2 separate regions of the Mus musculus genome follow, and region 2 is linked to region 1. The links are chromatin contacts, called in public promoter capture Hi-C maps. All regions are on one chromosome and are shown on one strand. The core of a region is the stretch at or near the end of the contact, and the rest is flanking DNA. Distances in the headings are between cores, read along the strand shown.

What was found. Promoter capture Hi-C pulls out the DNA fragments that hold promoters and counts their contacts.
Region 2: a contact with region 1 is called in a promoter capture Hi-C map of hippocampal neurons, with 4 times the contacts expected there. The contact joins the promoter of Ism1 here to the promoter of Btbd3 in region 1.

What each region holds. Positions count from the first base shown.
Region 1 is chr2:138,277,160-138,281,606 of GRCm38.p6, forward strand. It overlaps Btbd3 (BTB (POZ) domain containing 3), which reads left to right and starts at 1,334. Exons shown (of 4, transcript NM_145534.2): 1 at 1,334-2,098; 2 at 2,590-2,680; 3 at 3,214-3,332. The coding sequence starts at 1,749.
Region 2 is chr2:139,675,988-139,680,439 of GRCm38.p6, forward strand. It overlaps Ism1 (isthmin 1, angiogenesis inhibitor), which reads left to right and starts at 2,191. Exons shown (of 6, transcript NM_001276489.1): 1 at 2,191-2,820. The coding sequence starts at 2,683.

The DNA.
Region 1 (4,447 bases), core at 84-2,583:
GCCCTGCAGTCTAGAATACAATAATTGTCATAAATAAGCAGCAACTTGGTTCCATCAACAATGGGGATAGGTAACCTTGCCTGTGTCTCATACTCTGTGCTCGCAGAGGCTTTCAAATGGCTTTAAATAATGACAATACAAAGGAACGCCTTTGGAATGATTTAGGACTAAGATGCTAGGGGATTTAAAAATTTATTCTGGTATGCAATACTGTTAGTTATAGTAACAGTGTTCTCATTTGCTGAGGAGTCTCCATGCAGGCGAATGTTACATAGCACACAGGGCTAGGACTCTGAAGGATCAGGGACCAGAGGCAGCAGATAGCCTCTCTACTTTGAACAAACCCGAGTAATCCCATAGATGGGGCGGGAGTCACTCTAGTCATTAGTCTGCCTTTACAAACTATGAAGCTCCAGTAGATGCTGTTTTACTGGCAGCTGCCGGGGAAGCCTTATTCTCATCTAAAGCAAAGAGATCTTTTGCCTTTTAACTAGTTAATAGGAGACTTTGATCATTTTAAATAGCCCTTCTACTGGTGCTGTGCTAGAGCTTACGGATTCTTTAAAATTTGTATGACAAGATTAAATGTAGCCTTAAGAGTTGAGTTGGATTTTGAGATCCTGAGCAGTGCCCTATCTGACTTATCTGCAGTGAATCACAGGGTTTAAGCACTAATTATCAGAGTTGTCTCATTTGAATGAATGCTATTGTCATATCTACAGTCTGCCTTATGCTTGAGTACAGCTAAGTGTGCTGGTGGAAGCTCATCGTAATTAACTGTGTTTTGTGACCTGGGACACAGGTCCAAAATCAGTGCCGAGCTAGAAAACATTGGAAGCAAGCTAAATGCAGAGCCTTAGCAAAACATCCAGAGACTAAAAAAAGACCCCTCCCCTCCCCTGCCGTGGCTGGGCTTAAATGTGTTTGGTTTAATTTCAGTACGTTGGTTCCCTTTGGCTTTATAGTCTAGGAGATCCTGTTCAAAATACTTGCAAGTAAATGCTGCTAGGAGGAAGATTGTTGCCAGGAAGAGAGATTAGACATATGTGTTCCCATTCTTTGTTAATGGCTTTTGCTTGTTTTGGTTGAAATGAAAATGTTCCTGTACTAAAGAGAAATAAACCCCTCCCTTCCTGTTTGCAAATGTCTTTCATTTGCTGTTTATCTTAATTAAATATACAGTAGAAAAGAGAATGTAACTGCTGCTCCTTTAATATCAGAGCTGTGCATGCTACAATAGGTGTCACTGTTTGGCTTCATCCAATCCTGATTGGTGGCTTCAGCTATTGGCTCGGAGCTCTGGCTGTCTGACTCCGTCTGCAGGGCTGTAATACCTACTCTCCTCTCCCGATCCATTCACCACACAACTTCACCGGCCGGCCGCGGCCGTACTGACTCGCTGGGCTCGCCACATCTTGCTAACCTAATTCAGAAAGCAAGCGCCTCAGCTCTCTCTCTGCCTGCCTCCTTTGCTCAGCTTTGCAGGTGATCCAGAGAACGGCTGGTTTTATGCGCAAGTAAGAAAACCAGGAATCATGATGGGAATGTATTTAACAGATCCGGTCCTGGATAAAACTTAAAGCCAGTTTCTCTTCAACATAGTGAAAAGGTCACCTTGCCTGGCTGGGAAAAGCAGGAAGAAAGCAGCCTGCCGGTCTCTGTTAACATCTTAGCTCCGGCTAGCCTCTTTGCCTTGATGTTTGAGCAGTTTTGCGAGATCTAGCTCTAAAGAGAGACATCCTGTACTCATGGTAGATGATAAAGAAAAGAACATGAAATGTCTCACCTTCTTCTTGATGCTTCCAGAGACAGTAAAGAACAGGTCCAAAAAAGGTTCAAAGAAAGCCAACAGCAGCGGTGGCGGCGGCGGCGGCGGCAGCGTTGGCAGTGGGAGCAGCAAGTTGCCCCCAGTTTGTTATGAAATAATTACCTTGAAGACTAAAAAGAAGAAGAAGATGGCTGCTGATATATTCCCCCGTAAGAAGCCAGCCAACTCCAGCAGCACCACTGTCCAGCAGCAACACCAGCACAACCTCTGTAACAACAACCTCATCCCGGCCCCCAACTGGCAGGGTCTTTATCCCACCATCCGAGAAAGGTAAGCGCCCTTGCTGGCAGGCTAGCGTGTTTACTCTCAAAGTTTGCCGGTGGTGAAGTCTCTGCTTTTTCATGACTGTAATGCAGTTTACCACGAATCCCTGCTCCTCTTCCCCAGAGGCTCTACTGGTAATGGAAAGCTGCCTTGTATCTTTTCCAAAGCAGTACAGCTGTTTTCCTCTTAGATAAAAATATTTTTGCAAGCTGTAACATTTAAGCAGCAGCTTTGTGTCTGTGGAGCACAGAGACAGGAAACCCTTCATTTGTCCTAAGCCCTGTAAAAGTTTAGTTAACTTTTAAAACTTGAGTTCCTTGCCATGTGTCTGCAGTGGTTTCAGGCAGTGGTGTGGCTGGACCCTTTGTATGCTCTTTAGCTGGGAGTGGAACGCTGAGCTGTTGTTGCTTAGCTTAACTCTGAAGTTTTGCATGTTGGGGAAAGGGCTGCTAAGAATACAGGCTGTTGTGAATTAATGACTCGCCTCTTGTTTGTAGAAATGCGGTGATGTTCAATAATGACTTGATGGCAGACGTACATTTTGTGGTTGGGCCACCAGGTGGGACTCAGCGGTTGCCAGGACACAAAGTAAGCAACAGCTGCATTACCGGTTTAGTCCTGAGATTTACATAGAGGGACCCTGTCAGCACAGAGCTTGGTGTGGGCAGGCAGCCCGCCGGCAGCCACTGCATGGTTCGCCCAGTTACAGAGAATATAGACCTTTGGCCACACTTCATTTTGTCTTTGTTTCCTTCTACACGGTTGTATATATCACCCAGAAATGTGCGCTTCTCACTCTCCAGGGCTAGGAAATGTTGTAACTGGCTTGGAAAGTCCTCTGTTTACTGTACCTATAGAAATCCGATAAAGAGCCCATGGTTTGATTTATTTCCCAGTGGGGTGGGGGTGTATATTAATGTCAAAGCTTTGAGATATTGATGGAGAGCCCACTTTGTGTGACAGTCTCATGCTCCCTGTCCAGTGCACCATAGCCTGGCTGTTTACGACGGTGGGCTATGTACCTTACGTGCCCCCGGCCCTCAGTGGCTAGTGGTTTTGGGGATTGACTCTGCAAATGCTTTCAGTGTAGTGTGTGAAGGGAGCTCTCCCTTTCTCCACAGTACGTCCTCGCTGTCGGGAGCTCAGTGTTCCATGCAATGTTTTACGGAGAACTCGCTGAGGACAAAGATGAAATCCGAATCCCAGACGTCGAACCTGCTGCCTTCCTCGCCATGCTGAAGTAAGCATGATGTGTGTGTTTGGAAAGAGTTTCTTGTGCTGTGTTCCTGCTCTGCTGGCCTCTCAGTCAGATCTGAGTTTCCTGTAAGCGAGAGATTCTAAAGAGAGGGGGTGCTGCTTGCCTTGTAAATGGTCTTAGAACCGCTCTTCTGTGCTCGGGGAAGTCCTATGGAATGTCGCAGGCAGTTAGAGCCATTCCTTAGCCTAGAGCCTAGGGGCAAAGAGCTCACGTGGTGAGCTGCTTTTAGGGACATTTTAAAAGAAAAATAGCTTTCTGGAATAAACACTGTTTAATAGGGATGTTCTCCTTCTGAAAGCAGGACACTTTAAGGAGGCTTCAGAGAAATAGACCTTTACTTCACAATGAGAGCAGTGATGTACCTTGTTTAGCTAGCAACACTAGGACGACACATGCCTTCTGTGTTGTCTAATGCCACCAGAAGTGGAACTTAGTATCTCATCTTTGACTACATATATTTTACCCACAAAATTGGACATGCAAATTTTTGATGAAGAGATTTTTGAAGGGATTGTTTCCTATAGTTGTCTGTAGATTAATACAAGCAATTTTAAATTAGTAATATAAAAACGTAAAAAAGATTGGGGTAGTCACATATTTACTTAAAATTTTTCATATCTTATAGATACTTTACAGACTCTACTGCATGTTAATCGGGTCCTGGGAATCATCTTTACCAGGGTCTAATGCTAAACAGTGAGATTAAGCCTAGTTATTATAAGTTGTATTTATAAGGTTTTTCTTAACTGTTCAAGGCTATATTTTGATCTGGGAATTTCATTTCATCGGAATAAATTTAAAAAACAATGTTTTTGAAGAAAAATTGCCAAGTGGGTCAAAAAGTTTGACAATATTCTTACAATTTTTAAAACAATCATTATTTTTTATTTACTGCTTACTGAAAAATAAGTTCTAGTCCGTTTCAGAGTTTTTAAGTATGTAATTCCCTGGTCCTGTAATGACATTGAAGCCTAATTGAACTAGACCGTTCCCAGTGGGGAGCGGGAGCAGGGAGGTTAAAGGCAGTGAGCGTGTGAGTGACCATAACAGTAACTGCTTCGTCACTTCTTAACCTTCAGCATCAGTCCATTAGAGAC
Region 2 (4,452 bases), core at 941-3,440, 1.4 Mb after region 1:
TAAAAACATCTGACCCCCAAACTCAATTTACAATTTTACAACATTTTACAAAGACTTTGATCTCAAAATCTCCATCTATAATTTTATAAGAATGTACATTCCTTGCAACAGTTTCTTTCCACATTTTTTTTCTTTAGTCATTTTTCCTTAGGAGAAAAAAATATAACTTTTGGATGAGAGAAATGCAGTCGAGGCTCACATGGGGAGACTGGGGGGGGGGGAGACAAAATACAGCATCCTCTCAGCTCTAATCTAGAACAGCCTGCTTTTGGCAACAGGAGTCATTTGTCGCTGTGTGTCCACATTACCACCTGGAAAGTCCACATATCTATGGCCACAGGATTCTAGTTTGCCGTCTTAATTTATCTATTCCACCTGTGTGCTGATTCGGCTGCCTGATACTCTTAAGTGATTCTAATTAGAAAACACGCAGGGGAATCCTTCTGGGATTCCAAAGCTGCTAGAATCCCCTTTGATCTCCCATCTGAACCACCAAGGTTTATTGTTTCAATTTCTCCCCTCAGCGCTCCAGTTGACAATTATTGGTATTTTAGAGCCTAGAGATAGCAATGGGAAGCCAGGCAGCCTAACAGTTGAAAGAGAGCTCTCTGCCAGAGAGGGGAAACCCACCCTTAGTGAAAAGGAAAAGATGCCCATCCCGCACTTTATAAATAGCTGCCAATTTATTAATGAGCTGCTGGGTTTGGCTAGAATTTTAAAGATGTTTTCCAGCATTTTCAAAGAGGCAATAAGTTAACTGGATACAAACAGATGCAAACAGCATGCTGAACCACAACTAGTTAAATTCTGGAAAATGCTAAGACGACCTGAGGAACGTTTGGAGTGGCGAAGAAATTCATCTTAGAGTTTCCAAAGAAAGATTTTAACTCTAAAGACAGTTTAATTAGGAATCTTCTGTCCGTTTCTAGTGATTGTAGAAAGAGGTAGGAAAAGAGAGAAAAGTGGCGTGCCGGTAAGAAAGTTTTATTTGTTTGTTTGATTTCATTCACCTAAGGAGATTTGTGCAACGGTCCTGGGTTGCGGATGAGAAATGGCAATGTGTGACAAGGGTTGTGGGAACGTGTGCTCACGCTTGACTAGGGCTGGGCTCACCGAGAGGGAAGGGCTGAGCTGGCTCAGGGGAGGAAGGAGGCGGAGGGAACACAGTATAAAAGTCTCCAGCCTAACAGAGTGCCCGTCACTCGAGCCACTTGGGGAAGGCAGGAGCCAGAGCCACGCTGGACCCAGTTCTCTCTAGCCTCGTTGGCAAGGATCCCGCGCTCTCCAGATATATCACCCAGCCGTTCTGCTCGCCAGCCGCACCACTTGCAAGGCATGAGTCGCTCCCGGGAGCCCGAGGCTGGAGCGCGGTCATGAGGCGGTGGCGCTGTTGCAGCGGCTGCGTTTCGGCAGCCCCCAAGTCCCCTCCAGGCGCAGCACCCCCAGGATGAGCCCCCAGACTCGAGTCTACCAAGCTGAGAGTCACCCAGCATCCCACTGACGTCCGAGCGCCTTCGCAGCGCACACCGTGTTCTTCGCAGCCTCCCACGCGACACCTGCGCACTTAAGTAGACGCGCGCGGATTGAATCCAACTCACCCGCCTTTCCGACGCTCCAGGGCGCTGTAGGCGCACGGTCTGCTGCACCCAGTGATCAGCCAGCCCAGAGCCCCGCAGCTAGTGTCAAGACCCTTCCGGACCGACAGACACCGTGTCACCCCACCCCCTACCCCCCAAACTCGCTGCTCAAGGTCAGGGTGCGTGGTGGGGTCGCAGACACCTGGTTTGTCTGGCCCCTCCGTTCTCCACTCCTATAACTCCAGCTCTACTTTGCCCATAAACTTTTCTCAGGTGGCCTGGGCGACCCCCACTCGCCCGCAGCCCCAAGCACTAGAGCGAGCAGAGGGCTAGTTCCTTTGCCACAGCGACCTCGGCAGCAAGCACTTAGCACAGCCGAGAAGGCGGACGCAGGCGCCGGCGGGGCGCCCCCAGTTATCCTCAAACGGTGACAACCTCGGTGACCCGGAGCCAGCCCATCCGGGGACTGAGCGAGCGGGGCGACGAAGCTAGAGGTCCCAAGGAACTTGGAGTGAGGAAGGTGGTGGCCCCGAGGGTGAGTGGCTCCCGGCAGCGGGGGCGGGGGAGCCGAGAGTGGAGGTAACTCCGGGCGGCCTCTGAAGCCCTCCTCCTCCTTCTCCTCCTCCGCCTCTAACCCCGCGCTCCTCTGGCGGCCGCTCCCGCTCCAGCTGCGGCACCGCGGCCACATCTGGGGAGCCCATGTGCGCTCGGGGGCTCGGCTGCGCCCGCCCCGCCGCCGCCCCCGCAGTTCCCTGCCCGAAGGGTGGACCCTGGCCGGGCCTGGGTCGCGGACAGCCCCGGGTCCCCATCGCCGCCGCCGGACAGCTCCTGGGATTGCTCCGCCACCGGCTTGGACGTCCCCGGCCCCGCGGTGGCTCCGCTGTGGTGTGGCGGCGGCGTTGGCGGCTGCTCCTGTTCCCCGGGCCCCGTGCGCTCGGCCGAGCCCAGAGCCAGCCCTGCCGGCCCGGGGAGCGGGGCCCCGGTGGGGGCCGAGGCGGGAGCCGCTCAGTCGAGCTCGGGGGCTCCGACTCCTCCTCCCCCGGCGGCGGCGCCGCCGCCGCCGCCGCCAGTCGCGCGGGGTCCTAAAGCCGCGCGACTCAAGAGGATGGTGCGCCTGGCTGCGGAACTGCTCCTGCTGCTGGGGCTACTGCTGCTCACGCTGCACATCACGGTTCTGCGCGGATCCGGAGCCTCCGACCGGCAGGACGCGGCCGCCGGCAACGTCAGCGGGTCCCAGTTGCAGGTGAGTGCGCCGCCGGAGGGGGCGTGCGTGGTTGAACGAAGCTGGGTGGCCCGCAAGGTACTAAGCAAGAGAGCTTGGTACATTGCAGAAGGCGGGTCCTCCGTTCCACCAAGGAGCACTTTTGCCTAGGCAACCGGGTTTAAGCAGAAAAGTTTGGACTAGGGGATCGGGCGGAAGGTGGGTGGGTGGAAGGGTTATGTGTAGAGGCCAGGCCTGCTTCAAAGTTTACCTAGAGAAAGCCTCAGATCTGTCACAGGTTTGGCACCAGGAAGAAGTCTTAGGCTTGGGAGGCATAAGCTGGCTGGAGGATGCTTTTGATGCTGAGTACTGCCAGAGACTTAGAAGTTTGTCTTGAGGCAAGAGAGACTGAGGTGAGGCGACATAAAGAGGCCTTATAAGATAAATCTCCAAGCTATATTTAGGAGAAAGTATTCTGTTGGGTGTGCAAGCAGTGTCAGAGGTCAAGACATTATTTCTGGAGACTAGCCAGACACCCCACCTTTGCCTGAGTGATTCCTTCACCTCTTATGCCCCTATGTACCAGGCAAAGGGCCATAGTCAAGGCACCTGTAGGAATTTGGTCTGGAGTTACTTGGGACTTTTAAACTTCTTCCCGGTGAACATCTGCTTTGAAGGTTCTTTTAGTAACAGGATTCTGTTTCGGCTCCAGGGGGAGAGATGAGGCCAGGGGGCATATATTAGGTCTTGAGATGCCAAATGAATATTGCTGAGTAAAGGTTGCCCACATGGGCTTTTCTATTATGACTTTGGAAAGCCTGCCTCATGGTTTTAGAGGTAGAGCATGCATTAAACCAGAACTAGTAGAAGTGAGCTGGGATTTTCTTCAGGGAACAGCCAGGATTCTACACTCTCTAAAGAAACCAAGCCAGGCCCTACTAAAACTAGTCACTGTGCAATGTTGAGATTTTTACATCTTTGTGCCATTAAAAGACTAATAACCTGTTGCTGAAAAGAGCGTTTATTTAAACACGTCTACATCAGGTGTTTACCACGATACTGTTTTAAGAGTGTTGCAGGGGCTAACTCATTTAATCTCATCCTAACCCTCATTACAAGATTGTTAATCTCTCTGCCTTACAGATTGCGAAACTGAGGCACCGAGTGATTAAGAAACTTGTTAGAATTCACACATTCCCACCTGTTGGTTAATTATATCAAGCTTGCTGTCTGCCAGACTAAAGCAAGGTGACCCTTACAAATGCAAACCAGGCCTGCAAAAATGCAAACCTTAAGCTTAAAAGTTCTCAAACCCTTCTAAAAACAATCTGGGTTTGGAGGAGCCTCTCACATTACCCTTCGGGTAACCCTGAACAGCAACAGATATTTCCCCCATGCCAAACACTGAAGAAATAATCCTCACTATCATGAAGGCTTCTGGAAATTGTATTTTATATGTGATGCTTTCTTTCCTCGTGGACTCATGAAAACCTGTAAAAAAAAATGATGTTCTATGGAAAAGTAAATTTGGCAGATTTCTTTATGAGGTGCTTGCTATCATTAGAATAATCTCCGGTTGGCCTTTTCCACCCCAACAGTACTTTAATGAGAGAAGCAGCTGGTAGAACTGGATGGGATTCTCAGAGGGCTTTTGCTGAAGAACAGCCCCCCCCC